Linked DNA regions of Mus musculus: all the other regions are linked to region 3. A link is a contact called in public promoter capture Hi-C data. All regions are on one chromosome and are shown on one strand. Each heading gives the region's core, a stretch centred on a gene start, on an enhancer-like site or on the middle of the called end of the contact. The rest is flanking DNA. Distances are from core to core; before and after follow the strand shown.

Region 1 (2,853 bases), core at 325-2,824, 2.0 Mb before region 3:
GCAGGGCCATGGAAGCCAGCTGTAGGGGACCCAAAAGGCCCCCGCCTGCTCAGGACAACCTGACCAGGACCAGGACTCCTGAGGTTGAGGTTTCCTAGGTCAGAAGGAGAGAAGGCCACCACTGCACAAGTACCCTCTTAGGTGCCCGCCATCCCTGTCCTCTGTGCTCTGCAGCTGCAATCCAAAACTGGGCCCAGCGTTGCAGCAGGAAAGCTGGAGATAGTCAAGGAAGTGCAACAACTATTTGCCCCTGGGTACCTACTATGTGCTGGGCGCTATGCTGGGTTCTCGATCATCTCAGACGTGCTTGCTTCAAACCACTCTACATTCAATCTCACATCACGCCCCTAATATCCATTTCATTAATAAGTCCTAGACATGCCCAGAGACTAGCCAGGTGAAGCAGTTCAGAATTCAGAGGGTCAACCCATTCATATCTCCAGGTCCAGCTTGGAAATCTTTTCTGCAGATCAACCCTACTGAGTCTCTGACATGTCAAAAAAAAACATCCTTCTCTCTTCCTGGAGAAAAAAAAAAAGCATTCTGACCTCCAAATCTTGTCCCCCTCACTTCCCATGACAAATGCTGCTGCTGCAGCCCACGCAGCACCACTGCCACCTCACAGAAATTTCCAGGAAAGACAGTTAATTGGAGAAGGACAAGCTTTGCACAGCCAGCCCCTGGCCTGCTGCTAGCCCAAGGACCAAACAGCACGTCTAAGAGCAGACTAAGAAACACTAGGTGCAAGAATCGGTCAGCTCGGGAAACTCAGTGAGAAGACTGCAACTGAGTAGCAGGTAGCATGGGCAGAGCTGCGAAGTGGAGACGCCAGGAAGTTCTACAGGGACAGCCTTAGGGAGGAGTGCAGGCAGCCAGTGAGCAGGCCAGCAAGACATGGGGCAAAGGAGGATTCACAAGGATGGAAGGAGTTGGAAGAGTGGAGGAGCTCTGAGTAGACAGGTTTCCGGCATTGGGAACACAGCCCTGGGGCCCAGAGTAAATTCCAGCCTGGACAAAATCCAAGAGCCTGGCCTGAGAGGGCTAGAGCAGCCCAAAGACCCTCTAGCAGGGATCACTGAAATCCCTGAGTCCAGGATGAAGCCCGGAAGCCTAAATGAGGAGCTCACGGTGAGGCTACAGACTTGGGAGTGGAGCGAGAACTAGGTCCTGCCTGGGTGAAGTCCCACGGCCTAAGATCCGGATTCCAATAAGGTCCCGTGAGGTCCCGGGCTTGGGCTGGACCCAGTCCTGGGTTGGAGTGCAGACGTCTGTGCCCAGCCCGGAAGGGAGCCCAGGATCACGGGCGGACTCAAATTGAATGTGGCACGGGCCGCGCAACAGGGCGGGAGAGCCTACCTTTGGTCTGAGGCAAGCTGGCCGGCGGGCTCGCGGCGGGCGACTCCATGCTGCGGACCGTCGCGGCGGAGAGCACTAATCTAGAGGACAGCAGACTACACCGGGGCCGGGCGCGCTCATGGCTGCTGGTGGCTGGCAGCGGCGGCAGGCGATGGGCGACAGGCGACACAGACGCGACGGTTCCAAGCGTCCGAGGCGGGCGGCGCCAAAGCCACACTGGGCAGCGCCGGACGCCTGCCGACGGCGCCACGCAGGCCCCGCCCATCGTACTGATTGGCCCGCCTGAAAAGGCCCCAGCCTATCAGACGCCGCCCGGACTGTCACGCACAAACCCCACCCTCCAAGAGCCGGAATCCAACCCAGCTTTCCCCTTAGTACAGCTCGGCTCCGCCCTCTTGCCGTCTAGATGACTGCCCTACCCACTCGGGGGATTGTGCTGGCGTGGTCCTGGGTGCCCCAGCCTGTGCCCCCCTATGGCACAGCGTGTGCGGGTCGCAATCTGGAAAATCCCAAGATCTCTAGGGGGGCAGGGCAGGGCCGATGTGCTCCGTGGGGTTAAAAGTGTTCCCTGAGTGAGACTAGACTCCTAAATGGCTGAGCCATACCGAGGATGAGCGTCCATGTGCTCCCCTGAAGAGAGCGGCGACCACCGGCTTGCCTCCTAGGGCAGCAGGAAAAGAGCGATCCCACGGCGGGCGCGTGCCAGGTGAGTGTTCACCGACTGTGGGAAAGAGTTTACTGCGCCTTGCTGAACGAGCACGCGTTTAAGTCCAGCCTCTACAAGCACCTGGCACGCCAGCACCTAGGGAGCGGGGAATTCAGTGGCTAACCTTTGCCTAGTGACAAAGTAACTGGTTGTAACATTATAGCAGCTCCACTCTCCGGGCTGGGGAGTAGTCTCCGATTAAACAAAGTGTCATTCCAAACACTGAAATACCTTTTGCCAGCCTTGACTGGGGTTCCATCTCGGCCGTCGGTCGCTGAGCCTCTGTCCTCACACTAACCAGGAATCTCTGGGGTCGATTGGAAAGTCAGGTCTAGTGAGGGCAAGAAGCACAAGGTCAAGGAGTCAGTCGGAGCTGGAGTAAGTCTTAGCTCTCTGGCCAACACTCAGGCCCCGAATGCCTGGCTTGCATATTTGATTTCTACCGCAGCCCTCCTCCCGTGCCACGTGCCCCTCCCCATTAGGAATCCTGAATGTCTCATCCTCTGCTGAATCCCAAGGCTTAGCCCAGAGCCATGCACATAGTAGGTGCCTAAGAAATATTTAAGGAATGAACAGAGGAAGTAGGAAAAGCATGCCACAGACATGGGTAAAGTGACTAGTCCCGTGCCAGGCTCTTGGGCACCAGGGTGACTCAGACAAGGCCCTCAAACAGGAGGAGTTTAATGGGTTAGTCAGAGAACTTGACAAACAGCCCAGGGATCACAGACTCCATGTGGGGTGCTATAAATAGATACAAGAGTCCTAAGAGGCCCTGCCTCACCTGGGTGGGG
Region 2 (3,274 bases), core at 396-2,895, 2.6 Mb before region 3:
AGACTCCTTAAAACCTTAAGAAGAGATCCTTCATTTTGTCCTGGCTCCTGGTTGTTTTCTGCTGCCTGAGAAGGGGCCATGTTTTGTTTTCAGGTGGGGGTATTGGCTGATGCTGTCCAAAGCCACTGGCAGGTGGTTCTCCAGAGCCTGCCTGGTTAGGCTGCTACTTGTCCCTCTCAGCTGCCACTAACAGACTCCAGGGGTACACCAGCGAACCCAGTAGTGACTGTATTCTATAAACTAGCTTTCCCCCAAAAACAAATGCAATGTTTAGGTCATCTCTGACCTTAGTGTCTACCTCTTGGTCTCGAATAGAAGGGTATGATTCAGGAATCACCAAAGCTCTAACCAGAGGAGGCCCATGAGTCCAACTTACCGCTGTTGGGGCCCAGTCCTGGCCATACACAAAGCAGTACTTGCAGTAGAGGTCATCATACTCTGGAAACTGAGAGAAAAAGTATACAGGATTCTGTCTAGAAAGGGCAAACTGGGCCCACACATTAGCTAGGCAGATGCAGTGGACAGGAATTAGGAACACGAGGCATCTGGGACTGAGGAGGTGGACATGGGTTTCAGGGCGGGCAGGGAATGGAAATCAGGAAGTCAGGCTTAGTCCCAGACTGCCAATACCCGTAGGTTATTTTGCTCAGGGTCTACTTTCTGTCTTGTCTTTCTCAGTCCACATGTGGTAGGCCCCTTGCCCATCTTTCAGAGTTCCCCTTCAGTCTCTAGCTGGCTTAAGGATCATTGCTTGGCTCCCTTCACTTCTCTGCATTTCTGCATGTGGGTACCTAATGTCTATCTGATAACCCTGTTAGACTGAAGAAGGAACAGGTTTCATGCCTCAGCGCATCTCCAGTGCTGGGCACAAATTAGCTCTACAGAAATGATGCTCACGTGAAACCCAGAAGCTACAGGGCCAAAGAACATGGCTAAAACTGAGGGTCCCGGAGAAAGGAAGGCCCAGGGCAGACGCCAAGGAAGGTGTCCAGAGTAAGCAGCCCAGACATCCTCTAATCGGATAGAGGAAAACAGGGAGGACGCAGTACCAATGAATGGGAAGGCAGGAACACCTACTGAGCTTCAGACTTGGCAGAACCTAAAGCATGTCAGCCAAACCTCAGAATATGTAGGAATAATGGGCATTTTCAACAAGCAGCCCAGAAGAATAATGTAGCAAAGTTCTGTCTCTTAGACGGACCGGGTCAAATCCCACCTTGGCCACTGCCTTCCGGTAAGTTCCCAGCTGTTAAATGGATCAGCTGAGTCTTCAGTCCCATTAGTCCTAGGCCACCACTCAACCAAGTAAACAGGATCCAAGTGGTACCAGCTGAACGCCTCGAGGTCTGTTTTCACTCAAGCTTGTCCGGTTCATCTACCTGGAGCCAAGGTTCTCAAATGCTGCTTCTCCTTTCCATTTATTTGAGATGCTCAGAGCATCTTGGCTTTCTAGGAGCTGAGCGAAGAGCCCGGGGAGAGAAACAGGCCGTCCCCGGGCGGAGTCCACGACTGCTTACCTGTGCGCTCTCTACCTGCCCGGTGATCATGAGCAGGAAGACGCTGGGACTTGCTGCAGCCATTGCACTGATGGGCCGGGAGACCGGCGCAGGCCGCGCGCTGTTGCCAGGAGGCTCTCGGTTGTCTTGGAAACAGACGGTAAGTCGTCTAGGACAAATTTCTCAAGCGGTGACGAGTTCGCTCAAAGGTAAGAGTGCGCAGGCGCAGTAGTCTTTATGGCTTTGGGCACTGTCCTCCGTGTCTGTCGCGCGGAACCTAACCCCCAGGGGCGGGTCCACGGACCCGCACTGTGTGACTTCACTCGTCTGGCCATGCTTGAAGCTCGCAGGCTGCAAAGCTGGATGTTGAGAAGAAGCAGCACCGGCACTCAGGCCCGCGGAAAGTCACGTGCTAGAGTTACCTCTCTCCAGGTGGTGTCGCTGTTGCCACACACAGCGACGGCAAAGACGCCATCGTTGGAAGGCTTGGTGCGCGGGAGTGGTCCAGCGGGCATCACCCAGCACATTGTCTCAGGTGAAGAATGCGCCCTTCAGCCCTATGAGGCTCTTGTCATCGAAACCCGGAGACTCCATTTGTCCAAGTCCCGCGTCCTGCATGAGAAGCTGGAGCCCACGGAACCAGTCACCCAATTTTGGAAAATCACTGGTAGCTCAGGGATGTCAGAGCTTGGTCCCAAGCCACCAGCATCCTTTTCGGTAGACACCATTGTTAGTGCTTGGATTCAACTGCACTTACTCTATCACTGTCCAATTCAAGGTGGCTTAATGCGAGCTTCTTGCCTTTAGATCCCCAGCTCGACTCTAGGGGCATTGAATGCCTGGTCCTCATTGCCCGGCCAGTGCAAAATATTTGGGAACTACTTCTTTAATAAATAAAATTGAACACATCTCAGTTTTCTGGAGGGCGTGACTGAAATCCAGACCTGGAAGGTAATTTAGCCATATTCGTTACAGGAATTTAGCTGCAGAATCAGACTTCACTTTCAGAGCTTATAAGGAAACATCAAAGAGCACATTAATGATGAGGGAGCCTGGAAACAAACGGATGCAGATGTGTATACTTTAGGGAGCTCAGCCTGCAGTAATGACACCAGGTCACGCTAACTGTTAGCTTGGAAGTCAGTTGGCGGGATTCCCAAAGCCACCTATGGGGAAGAGGAAAGGCATGTGGTCACAGCGTTCTAGGTGGGCCGAGGTGCAAGCATGTAAGAAATTCTTTTAGCTTAGAGCCAAGAGTCATACAAGCAGAGGCTCTAGGCCCCTCTCTCCTAGCCGGTGGCTGCCACTTGCTGTTCTTTACTGAAAGCGTTGGAAAGATACAGGCTACTGAAAGGAAGCCTTCTCAATCCCCAAATTACTCATTAGATAAGGCTTTTCTGTCCTAAACCAACAGGATGAGACATTTAGGAAGAGGTCTGTGCTGGCTAGTTTTTTTGTCAATTTGGCACAAGCCATAGTTATCTGAGAGGAGGGAACCAAGATTGAGAAAGCCTCCATGTGATTGGGCTTGTAAGCCTGTTGAACATTTTCTTAATTAGTGATTGGTGGAGAAGGGCCAGGCCCACTGTGGATGGTGCTACCCTAGGCTGGTGATCCTGAGTTCTATGAGAAAACAAACCTGGGGATGATTTCAGTCACTGGTACCTGTACTCTCTCAGGCCTTTTCTGTCCTGTAGGAGAATGTTCCCATCTAGTTACTAAAGGCATCCATAGCAGGAGATACCGTATGCTCCTGGTTTGGGCATATGAGTGAAGCC
Region 3 (2,870 bases), core at 23-2,522:
CCTAATGCCGCTGGTGGATGGGGCCTGGGGGGCTGAGAGGGGAGGCGCTGAGCTATCCGTGAGTCAGAACGCCAGTCTGCTGCAGATGGACTGGAGGTGAAGGATGGGTCCCAATATGGCTCAGACCCCAAGGGGGTGCACAGACAGGAGGAGGAGCCTCTTCAGGTCAGGACACCATAAATGTTACAGTTCCGAGGGGAAAAGTGTCCTGGCAGATGGGAGCCAAAGAACAGCACAAAGTCACACCACACAACAAACCTCACAACAAGAGATTTATTCGGACAAAACACAAGTAGGTAGCTGCCTCTGCTCTGGAAAGAAGTAGCAAGGAGCAACGGAGCTGGAGGTGGACTTTTTAAGGGGTTTCTTGGGGAAGGGGGCGGGCACAGAGCTTTCCAGGATGAGGATTGGTGGGATTTGAAGTCCGGATCTTGGGGCAAGCTCAGGGGTTGGTGAGATTTGAAGTTCTGAGCTTAAGGGTTTTTTTTTTTTTTCTTATGGGGCGGAGCTTAACCTGCAGTTTTGGCCTATAGAACGTTTTGTAGGTGGAGCCTAGTGGTTGGAGGGCCTCAGGGGCAGGGCCTGGCCACTGGGTGCTCTTTGAGGGGCTTATATTTCCTATTAATACAGTCAGATTAATTTTTCAATGTGAATTCCAGGAAAATTTAAATGACAATGTGTGTCACATTTTATTTGTACTTGACATTCTCGTTAACAGATAGTTTCTATTTGATTTCTGTCAGCTTCTCTATTCAAAAGTTCTGGGGCCAAAGATCAAAGACAAAACACACACACACACACACACACACACACACACACATACATACACAAGAAAACGTTATTTGAAATTTAAAAATAATTGTCATCGTTTTCTTTACATTTGTGAATAATATATTCCTATGTACAGTTCATAATTCACATGACATAATTCACATAATGAACTAAATGCTAATCTCGTCATCCACCTGGAGTGAGCTTTACCTTCGGACAAGGGGAGCATAGCGGTCAACTCATGTAATCTCAGCGCTTTGGAGCCCAGGCAGAGGGACTGCCATGAGTTCGAGGCCAGCGTGGGTTTGTCTTGAAAAACAAAATACAAAACAAAACTGAAAATATTTCGCAGCAGCCACTTTTTGGGGTAGTCTGCCTTTCTCAAGTCATCGATTGGTGCTATCTGTGGCCAATCAAGGCACGATGATGGGGCGGGGACTGAGGGGCGGTCCAATCAGGAGCGCAGCCCGGGCACAGGGGCGGGCCTTGGCGGGTTCGCTAGTTCGCGGGGGCTTTGTCTCGCGCCATCTTTACATTTGATCGGTCAGTTGAGCTGGGGTGTCCGGGTGCCTCAGGCCAGTCAGCTGCCGGAGGCGGACGGGGGCGCCATGGTGAGTGCTGCCCGCAGGAACCGGCAGGGTTCCGGTTTCCTCCGCTTTGCCCTGTGCAGGCGGTTCGGCTCTGCGAGGCCTATGCAGGGCTGAGCCCACAGGCTGTCTCCCTAGGTCTTGACGTGGCTGAGCCGCCACACTCCCTGACTCTGCAGGGACACTTGTCCTCAGCCGCACTCTTCTCTTGGTCCAGACTCCGGTGCCACAGCTGCTGTGTCCGGTGTCTCACTGTCAAGCAGTGACAGCCCTGGATGCTGGAGCAGCCTGAGGTGTGGCGTGAGCCTGGGCTGGGGCATCTCCTGGCCTCCGCATTATCAGCAAGGCTCTTACTGTACTGGCTTGTGTGGAGAGTGTAGTGAGAGAGCACGTGCAGCGTCTCTCTCTTCCACACTGGATTCACGTCCTTTGCCGTAATGATGTATCTGCTCCCTATGGCTCTGGAGACACCTATTTGTGAAGTGTATGTACTTGGTAACCAACTGTCAGCTCGATGGGATTGACTGCTGCCTACATTAAAAACACACTCTTGGCTGTGTGAGGGCCGTTCCAAAGGTGACATTCCAATGACTCTGGCCTCATGAGTAGATTAACCCCTGCATTACTGGTGGGGCAGAGTTGTAGGAAGTTAGTCCTAAGTGTGGCTGTGGGTATCAAAAGAATCTGTGCCCTTCTTTACAATGGGGCACAGAAAAATTTCAAACTCCATTTAAAATCCCCATTTCCCCTAACATCGTAAAATCTCAAATAGAACTCAAAACAGTTAGTAGAACAAGTCAGAATTCCTGCCTCTTTGACTGGTCTGTAGCTATAATTTACATTATATACCACGGAATCTATAAGTTTCAAGTTGATACTCTTGGAAGTGTCTTTCTAATACTATGTCATGTGGAAGGAAGAAACTTAAGTTTTTATAAATACTGTAAATGGTATAGCAAAGCTTGTGTCAGTACTTGGTGTGTTGTGATATTGTCTAACAATTGTTTTGAAGCATTTTCCAGCATTTACTTTTATGACAGCAGAAAGTTTGAATTGTGTACTGGGGGCACTGCATTTGCCAAGAGCACAAGATGACAGTGACTCCTTTGCTGGAGACGAGAGTGGGGTGTTGTTCCTTTGAATTTTGCTTTAGTTCATGTGTGGTTGCAGTGTGTCCGGCACAGAGGTGGCTCTAAGTCACTCACATGGCATCTCCAACATTGCTTTATAGAGGAACTTGCAGCCTGACAGTGTGGAGAACTCCTTGAGTCAACTCCCCAGTCGATGTCTTGAAACTAGAAAGCGTAAGAGAAGCTACAAGAAGAGGCCAGTCACCTACAGTTACTGGAGACGGACCCAGCGGAATAGAGCAAGAAAACACAAGGCACCAGTAAAGGTAAATGGGGAACTAGAGAAGGTCATGTATGTGCGTGTTATCTTCCTTATTCCCTTGCCTTATCTAGAAACAGTGGTATGAAATTATAAGTATGCAATGTACTCTTTATTTAAACA

Evidence for each region. Promoter capture Hi-C pulls out the DNA fragments that hold promoters and counts their contacts.
Region 1: a promoter capture Hi-C map of pre-B cells shows a contact between it and region 3, with 3 times the contacts expected there. The contact joins the promoter of Map2k3 here to the promoter of Zfp39 in region 3. A contact is called at or near these places in 2 of 39 promoter capture datasets (liver and pre-B cells).
Region 2: a promoter capture Hi-C map of pre-B cells shows a contact between it and region 3, with 5 times the contacts expected there. The contact joins the promoter of B9d1 here to the promoter of Zfp39 in region 3. A contact is called at or near these places in 2 of 39 promoter capture datasets (liver and pre-B cells).

What each region holds. Positions count from the first base shown.
Region 1 is chr11:60,930,775-60,933,627 of GRCm38.p6, reverse strand. Map2k3 (mitogen-activated protein kinase kinase 3) reads right to left here and starts at 1,574. Exons shown (of 12, transcript NM_008928.5): 1 at 1,357-1,574. The coding sequence starts at 1,405. Map2k3os (mitogen-activated protein kinase kinase 3, opposite strand) reads left to right here and starts at 1,761. Exons shown (of 2, transcript NR_027800.1): 1 at 1,761-2,062.
Region 2 is chr11:61,503,515-61,506,788 of GRCm38.p6, reverse strand. It overlaps B9d1 (B9 protein domain 1), which reads right to left and starts at 1,645. Exons shown (of 7, transcript NM_013717.3): 1 at 1,518-1,645; 2 at 377-445. The coding sequence starts at 1,580. It overlaps B9d1os (a long non-coding RNA gene), which reads left to right and starts at 1,703. Exons shown (of 1, transcript XR_141098.4): 1 at 1,703-2,404.
Region 3 is chr11:58,902,627-58,905,496 of GRCm38.p6, reverse strand. Zfp39 (zinc finger protein 39) reads left to right here and starts at 1,272. Exons shown (of 5, transcript NM_011758.2): 1 at 1,272-1,382; 2 at 2,590-2,754. The coding sequence starts at 1,380. Gm12257 (a long non-coding RNA gene) reads right to left here and starts at 1,151. Exons shown (of 4, transcript XR_879896.2): 1 at 982-1,151; 2 at 2-208.